Linked DNA regions of Mus musculus: region 1 is linked to region 2. The links are chromatin contacts, called in public Hi-C maps. All regions are on one chromosome and are shown on one strand. Each heading gives the region's core, a stretch centred on a gene start, on an enhancer-like site or on the middle of the called end of the contact. The rest is flanking DNA. Distances are from core to core; before and after follow the strand shown. Region 1 has its middle 22 kb from the start of Gm36312. Region 2 has its middle 86 kb from the start of Arhgap28.

Region 1 (3,645 bases), core at 649-3,148, 76 kb after region 2:
GCCAGATGAGCACACCGCTTTACCTTGTCTACTAGTCATCAGACCCAGAATTTTCCATAACAAAAAACTGTATATCATAACAAACACATGTTAAGCAAAGCACCCTGGAGGAAAAGAGCAGCAACAGTCAACTAAAAGATAACTCTGCCATAGGAAAACACTATCGCTTTTCAGTTGAGAGATTTTCAAAGGGATAGACCACATGGCGAACAGAATTCATCCAACAAAGACAATGGAACTGTTGTTTGTGTTAGCCGTGAGTCTGTTGGCTGAGCTTTAGAAAAAGTCATTTAGAAAAATTCTATCCAAGTAACTGGAGAGTTGAATATGCCAAAAATTGTGACAAATTATGAAGCTGGACTTAAACCAAGTAACACATGCCTGGCTGATACATAATCTCCACTGTGGCCAAACGCATGCTGGAAAATTAACCTAGTCACTCACATGGATAACAGATGTGACAGCTTGGGTTATATTTTTGCAGTCAGACATTGAAAAACATTTATTCATACAGTTTCCTTTGAAATTGATGGGAAAAAACACAAAAGAACTTACAAATGAACCCCTGGCTCAAATGGATTCTTAGAGTCAGAGGAAGCTATTGCATTTCTGAAGATACAAGGAATTTATTGATTCCTTCCTCAGCCTGCAGACCTCCTCCTAAATGACCCTTAGGATTCCTTGAAGCTTACAAAGCAAAAACCTCAAAATAGACCTCCCCAGATCCCTGAGGGTTAGCAAACCAACCCTCCCTTAATCATGCTTCCATAGGATCAAATAATGCCTTGGGGGGTGGGGGTGGGGCAGGGTATTGATTTACCAGTTACAAGAAAAAATAACTTACTTTTATACACATAGTTACTTGGAAACCCATTAAGTGACACCATGAACAACAGTGACATCTCAGATGAAATGGCAGTAGGCCTTCATACTTGCTGGGGGTGGGTGGGGGTGGGTGTCAAACTATGGAAATCATCGCACCAGATACTTGATATACAGTTACTAGCATGCAAGCTTAGGCCGGTTCTCCATCCCATCTGTGGGACTCCAACAGGGGTAGGACTCCAGGTCGGGACAGGCCAGGTGACAAAGTGAAGTCCCTGCTACTTCTCTTTTTAAATTGCTCACCATAGACTTTCTTATAGTCAGCTAGACTTTGACTCCTCCCAGGTGGACAAAATGTCTTCACTCTTTCCATGACCAGGAAGTAGGATCAACTTAGAAGTCTCCCTTCCCTCAAACCCCTCAGAGTTCTTGAAGGAGCACATACAAAATACAATTATCAAAATGCTTTTCCAGAAGGTGTGCTGTGACAATGGAGATGCCTTCAGAGAGTAGTAGCCCTGCCTCTTGGATTCTGGGGATGAGTAACTTTTACTGGGACGTGAACTGTGGAGAGGCAGGAAGTCCAAGGGCAGAGGCGCCCAGCTGACTTAGATGTGACTCTCAGCCAAAGGAGCAAAGGGAGAAGAGACAGCCTAAAGCCAGGATTGTCTTGCTGAGGAGCTAGGCTTATTCCCAGGCTCAGGGGAGTCATTGGGACTTCACTAAGGGAACCCCCTGGTCTCTTTGTGGTTCCATCACTTGACTGACATCTGATTGGCTGACATTCACTGACTGACTGAATTCATCTGCTCTCATTAGCTGCCTACCCATAGGACTGATTTCTTATTAATGTTTTCCCATGGCACTGAGGGCAAGGAGCCCTTATGCTATGACTTTTGATGAAAACAACCCAGCTGGAATTGCTTTTAACTTAACCCACTACATATAGATGGCTGTTTATTAACCTGCATGTGCAAAAGCACAGGAGAAACCCGCCTCCCAATTATCCTCAGCCTCACTCACTGTATGAGCTCTGCCTCCAGCCCCTTCAAATGCTTAGGCTCGGTTTCCTTCTCTGAGTCACACGTAATGAAGTGTTTGCTGAAAGAGTCCACGTAGCTCCCAGATGTGTCTCACTCTGAAAATATCTTAACTGGTATGCCAGAATTTTCCAACATAAAGCTAAAAGCTCCACGTTTATCTAATATCTTCAAAGAGAGTATTGTACACTTAGCTATAAGCTTCCTGGAGATTACAGTGAAAGAAGAAAACAAAACAAAACAGGAGAAAGTGTGGCTTCTGACCCTGAGGATTGGCAGTCTAGGAGAAGCTGCATAGTCACAGGGAAATGATAGGAAGCGCGCTGCCAAGGAGGAGAAACTTGAACATGACATCATCAGGACAGCCTCCCCCTCACTGCTCTTCAGTGTCACGTCGGTAATTATCTTTCCTGGAACGAAGGCCATGCATGGGGCCTTCGTGCTTTGAAGATAATGTTCACCAGGAAGGAAAATTTTTAAACATCATCTTCCAATTCTGAGCTCCCGGTATCCGCTCACACAGAAGCCTCTTTCCATACCGAGAGCTCCCGTGCTTGAGTGCAGAAATCACTTAGCTTTTCTCCTGCTTTTTTTGTGAAGCTCTTTTGCCAGGTGTGAGCTCTGAAAGCAAAATCAGACAGTGAAAGCCACTGCATGAAAGGAAATCGGAGCAAACAGCTACCTCCTCCCAGCATTTCTTCACTTGTGCGTTCATACTAACAAGCACAGCATAGGACCATGGAGAACCAACCAACTGACAGTTGGGACCCATGGGGGGGGGGTCACATCCGAAATTATAATCTTCCCCAAACTTTGAACATCAAGGACCATTCTTATTCAATGGGAGGAAATACTTGATCAGATTTTTTTTTTTGCGTAGTTTGCTTATTTTATTTTACTATGAGCCCATCCTTGAGCACAAATAAATAACTCATGCTTTATCATTAAAAAGTTTGAAAAAAATCCTGAAAACTCAGGAAAATTCTATACAAGTCACTATTAAGTCCCTTCTACCTACAAGAGGCTCCTCAGAGAACCATTCCCTGGCCACTGTGCCCTATAGAGGAGGGCAAGCTTCTGATGCTTTGGCAGAGAAGGCAGGGAAACTGAGGTCTGGCACAGAAAGTTCCCCGAGATCCGGGAACTAATTAGAAATACAACCGTCAGGCTTGTGGGATTCTATAACACAAGGTGGCTTCCTCAGAGGCTTGCCTGCTGCTTTCTGCTCATGCGGCCTTCAGCATCCCCATAGAACCCTGGCCTGGAAGGTGAGCAATGGCTTCCATGATCCTTCAAGGCCAAGGAGGAGACAGGTATAGTGCACCCAGGAAGACTCCACTTCTCTCATCCATTCTTTTGACAACATCTCACCAGATCTGCATTTTTCTGCCAGTTCACTGCCACCTAGTGGTTATGTTAATGTCTGTTTTGCATAAAACATTAGGAAGACATAACCCATTTCTAATAGGATGGAAATTGTGAATTTAGATAGAAAGAAAATTTCATTAAAAAACAAAAACAAAAGAAAACCCCTTACCTAAATAAATATGGGTATAGTAAGATACACTTGTCCACCCCGTCCCCATTCTTCAGGTGGAAGTGCAGCGAGATGGATGGCTTAGCTCAAGCCTTGCATATCCTCTAGCCACAAAACTGCCACCAAAGATGAAGCAACAGCACCCTGTGAATTGTTTAGGGAAAGAAAAACTTCCTTTGAAAAGTTTTCACCAGCCTTTCTACAGCAATAGACAGGGATGGTCTTTGGCCTAATTATATCTGC
Region 2 (3,764 bases), core at 17-2,516:
TGGCTGGGTGTGGTGCCTGCAATCCCCACGCTCCAGAGGCTGAGGCAGCAGGATTCCATGAGCTCTAGGCCATCTTAGATAACCAAGGGCATCCATGTACCCCAAACCAAAACAAAGCATTTCTCCTGGTTTTCCTTTGAAGGGAAGATGTAAATACTTCTACCACAAAACTAGAGATGAGGTGACACCAGTGGAAATGGAGTTTTAGTGTAGTGGTGGATGAAATTGTGGAGGGCACTTCAGAGTTGTGGATAGAAGAGATACATATTTTTTAGAGGTATGTTAGCCTGAACATAACTAGACTTTGTGCCTAAACTGATCTCATATGTGTGGTAGGGAAGGCAGTCTTAGTGCAGGGACTGACATCCATGGGCACTCAGCACACAACTCCAGCCATCTTGCAACCCAATACAGAGAGATGTCGGGAGAATGAAAACCAGGGTGGATGTAGAAGACGTAGAGTGAGCTGAGCATTTCTTGTGCCTGGAAAGTGAGAGAAAAGACTGTTTTTTGTTTGTTTGTTTGTTTGTTTTAAAATTAAATCTCACACTCTTCTGTTCTCTTGCCCTGGAAGCTTACTCTACAAACAGAAAGATGTTTGGTTCCTTAGAGATTCCTGTTACTTAGATGCTAAATAATGAAATCTTTATATACCTGTCTGGAAAGAGAACCATCCTGTCCCTTGGTGGATGTATGTTTACGAACAGCAAAAACATGTTTGCTGAGCATGGCAGGAAGAGAGAGACTGCTGTGGTGGCAGACATGGCCATGGTCATACCTCCTGAGAAGAGTGGAGTGGTCTAAGTTACTCATTAGAATTTGGAGACTACCCCAGATTTAAGTAATAAAGAGTTGAGGTTCAAATTCAAACTAGTTTAATAAGATCCACATGGAAGCCAAGTCACAAAGCCAAAAGGAGATTTTAAAGATGCAAACATATATCCCAAAGCCATCTGCTAGCTTCTTGAAAGCTGCTGCTCCCAAACGCCGTAGCTGAAGTTCTGTCAGTTCAACCTTCACTTCCATTGCTCTATTTTATTCTAGAAATACTCTCTGGGCCAATGCTAACCAACAGGCTCTGTCTTCCACATAAATGGAAAACTTGAAAGAGAATTGCGAGCCATTTCCTTTATCCCCTCAGGCTAAACAAACAAGCAGATGAAGCCTAAAGTTTGCAGAAGAGTCTCTGAAGGAACCCTGGCATCCTTGTATTCGCTCATATACAGATGCAAAGTGACTGGAGTTCAGTCCCTACTCTAGCCCTTTAAGTGCCCTGGTAAGTGGCAGAGAGGAGAATCTGGCCTCTTTGCCAATGATGGCTACTTTAGCAGAGAGCCTTTGTGGGAGTCCTTTGATTGGGAATGGCTTGACTTAGGATGAATTTTGTTTTAAGATAATTATGTTCAATTTATCTTTCTTCTTTCTTCCTTGCTCCCTCCTACTTCACTAAAGGGAAAACTAATTCATTTGGACTTTTTTCTTTTTTTATGCCAGCCTCTGCCCACTTATGCAAATGGGTCTCTCTTTAGTTTTTTTTTTTTCTCCTTTTTCTAAATTTTCTCAAAGAAGCATGAAGTATATCTTGCTGAGAGGAAAAAAAGAACTTTCTTTATGAAATGGCTCCAAGAATCTGACACTTTTTGCTCCAAGTTTCGAAAGTATGTTTCAGACTCTTAGGACAATTTCCCACATCACCTCAGCCATGCCTTGGAGAGCCTGGAACATCTATCTTTGCTTGAACAGCAGATCTGAAATGTCAACTACAGTTAATTCCATCTTACGTAAAGGATTTTAACTTAATATAGAGTCTTTCAAATCCTTACATCTTCCATCGAAGACCGTGGCTCTCCTTTGGCTGGCTCTAGGTAGATAGGCATCTTTCCTTAAGCTCACCATGCCCTTATTGACCTTCAGGGAGTCTTCAACTTCTGCCTTCTGTTGCAGAAATGTGGAAGTCACTGGAACGTCTTTTGCTTGTTAACATTTTCTGCTAGTGTGTACTGATGACACATGGAAATCTAATATACTATCATCAACAGACCAAATATACTGTCACCAACAAACCAAATATGCCATCACTAATAGAGTAATAGACCACACCAAAAACCACCAACAGGCAACAGGCCAAATGTGTCATTGACCACAGACAGAATACACCATGTCAACAGACTTTTACAGTATGAGAAATATTGTGACTCAAGCTGAGGGCTTCAATTTTTAAAAGGAGCCCAAATTCCTGCATCCTTCTAGAATGACATCATTTCTTCCAACTTCTAATTAGCTCCCTTTGTCTTGACTAGCCATGGGAGGACAATCCCCATTCACACATCATGAAGGTAAAGGAATAGCAAGATTGGAAGAGGTGAGAATAAAACATGGCAGAAAACCAAATCTCCAAGAGAGAGGATGACCAGTGTGGGGGAGGGGGACATGCCAATGCTCCGTTAATTAAATGACCATTCCTTATCATGATGTTCATTTTTTGGTCTGAGGACCAAAGAGGCTGGGATAGAGACAACAGGAGGTACTAACTGAGTAATTCTACTACTCCCAGCACTTCTGAGGGAGCACACAGAAATTCCACAGGATCTGAACAGGTAACATCATTGTGGGTAGCATTGATCAGCACATTGCTTATCTTTCTCAGTAGTCTAATGGCAGTTGGAAAGGCACAGTCTCTGACCTCTGAACTCCCTGATCTGAATTCTCCACCTGAGTACTGTGTTACTTGCTTGGTGTGAAACCTCTAGGAGAGGGATGCTTAGATTAAAAAGTATCAGTTTTCATCAGAAACATGGGTGGATGAGTGTGGTGGGAAGAGACATTGTAACTTGAAGCTCAAGAAGTTTTTGTAGAGCCCCAGGCCACCTTGGGCCCCAACTCTGCAGACAGTCCCACGGTCCCCAGAGGACTCTCTACCCCCCCCCCCCCCCCAGGCACCCTAGCACACCCAGGATCATAGAATCACTGGTGAGTGGAATACAACATCTGTTCCAACAGAAGTTGGGGTGCCTGGGACCAGCTGGAGCACAGACACAGGAACCCCGCCTGACCAGTGGCTCAGGTTTCTTCTGGTCAGCACCAGCACTGGGCCATCTTGGGCCTGAACTCAGCAGACAGGCCCATGGTCCCCAGAGGAGGTACCACTTCCAGGCACTCTAACACACTCAGGATCTTAGGATCCTGGGATTCCAGAATCCCAAGATCCCAGGAGCTTGGTCACACCAGGATCTCAGGGTCTCAGAGGAAGCTTGACTGTCAAGAACTCTGACACACCCAGAATCTCAGTAAAACAGGATCCCAGAATCACAGGGTAACAAAGAAAGCTGGACTCTGAGAAGTTCTGACTCAACTGGGATTAAAGGAAGGACGGGCTTCACTCAGATATATTGAGGGCAGGGAGCACATGAGATAATCAGATGGTGGGAGGCAAGCATAAGAACATAAGCTACAGAAACCAAGGTTACTTGGCATCATCAGAACCCAACTCTCCCACCATAGCAAGCCCTGGATACACCATCACACCAGAAAAGCAAGCTATGGATCTAAAGTCACTTCTCATGATGATGATGATGGAGAACTATAAGAAGGACAAAAATAACTCCCTTAAAGAAATACAGGAGAACACATTCAAACAGGTGAAAGAATTGAACAAAACCATCCAGGATCTAAAAATGGAAGTAGAAACAGTAAAAAAAATCACAAAGGGAGAAAAATCTGGAAATAGAAAACCTAGGAAAGAAGTCAAGAGCCATAGATGCAAG

The links. Hi-C and Micro-C count contacts between places; a contact is called where the count stands out from the background.
Region 1: a Hi-C map of muscle stem cells shows a contact between it and region 2, with 1.9 times the contacts expected there. The contact joins two enhancer-like sites. A contact is called at or near these places in 1 of 39 promoter capture datasets (the 3T3-L1 cell line), 1 of 15 datasets of contacts at CTCF or cohesin (the NIH/3T3 cell line), 14 of 484 Hi-C or Micro-C datasets (the 3T3-L1 cell line, the Ba/F3 cell line, the C2C12 cell line and 8 more) and 3 of 115 datasets of contacts at active chromatin or transcription factors (embryonic fibroblasts, embryonic stem cells and heart atrium).

What each region holds. Positions count from the first base shown.
Region 1 is chr17:68,163,408-68,167,052 of GRCm38.p6, forward strand. No RefSeq gene overlaps it. Among named protein-coding and RNA genes, the nearest start is that of Gm36312, 22 kb to the right of the region's middle. Within about 2 kb of position 1,899, at least 107 of the 459 cell types and tissues checked have an H3K27ac peak or open chromatin away from gene starts, as enhancers often do. A contact at or near this core is called in adipose-derived mesenchymal stem cells and muscle stem cells, where this site is marked.
Region 2 is chr17:68,087,880-68,091,643 of GRCm38.p6, forward strand. No RefSeq gene overlaps it. Among named protein-coding and RNA genes, the nearest start is that of Arhgap28, 86 kb to the left of the region's middle. Within about 2 kb of position 1,267, at least 20 of the 459 cell types and tissues checked have an H3K27ac peak or open chromatin away from gene starts, as enhancers often do. A contact at or near this core is called in adipose-derived mesenchymal stem cells and muscle stem cells, where this site is marked.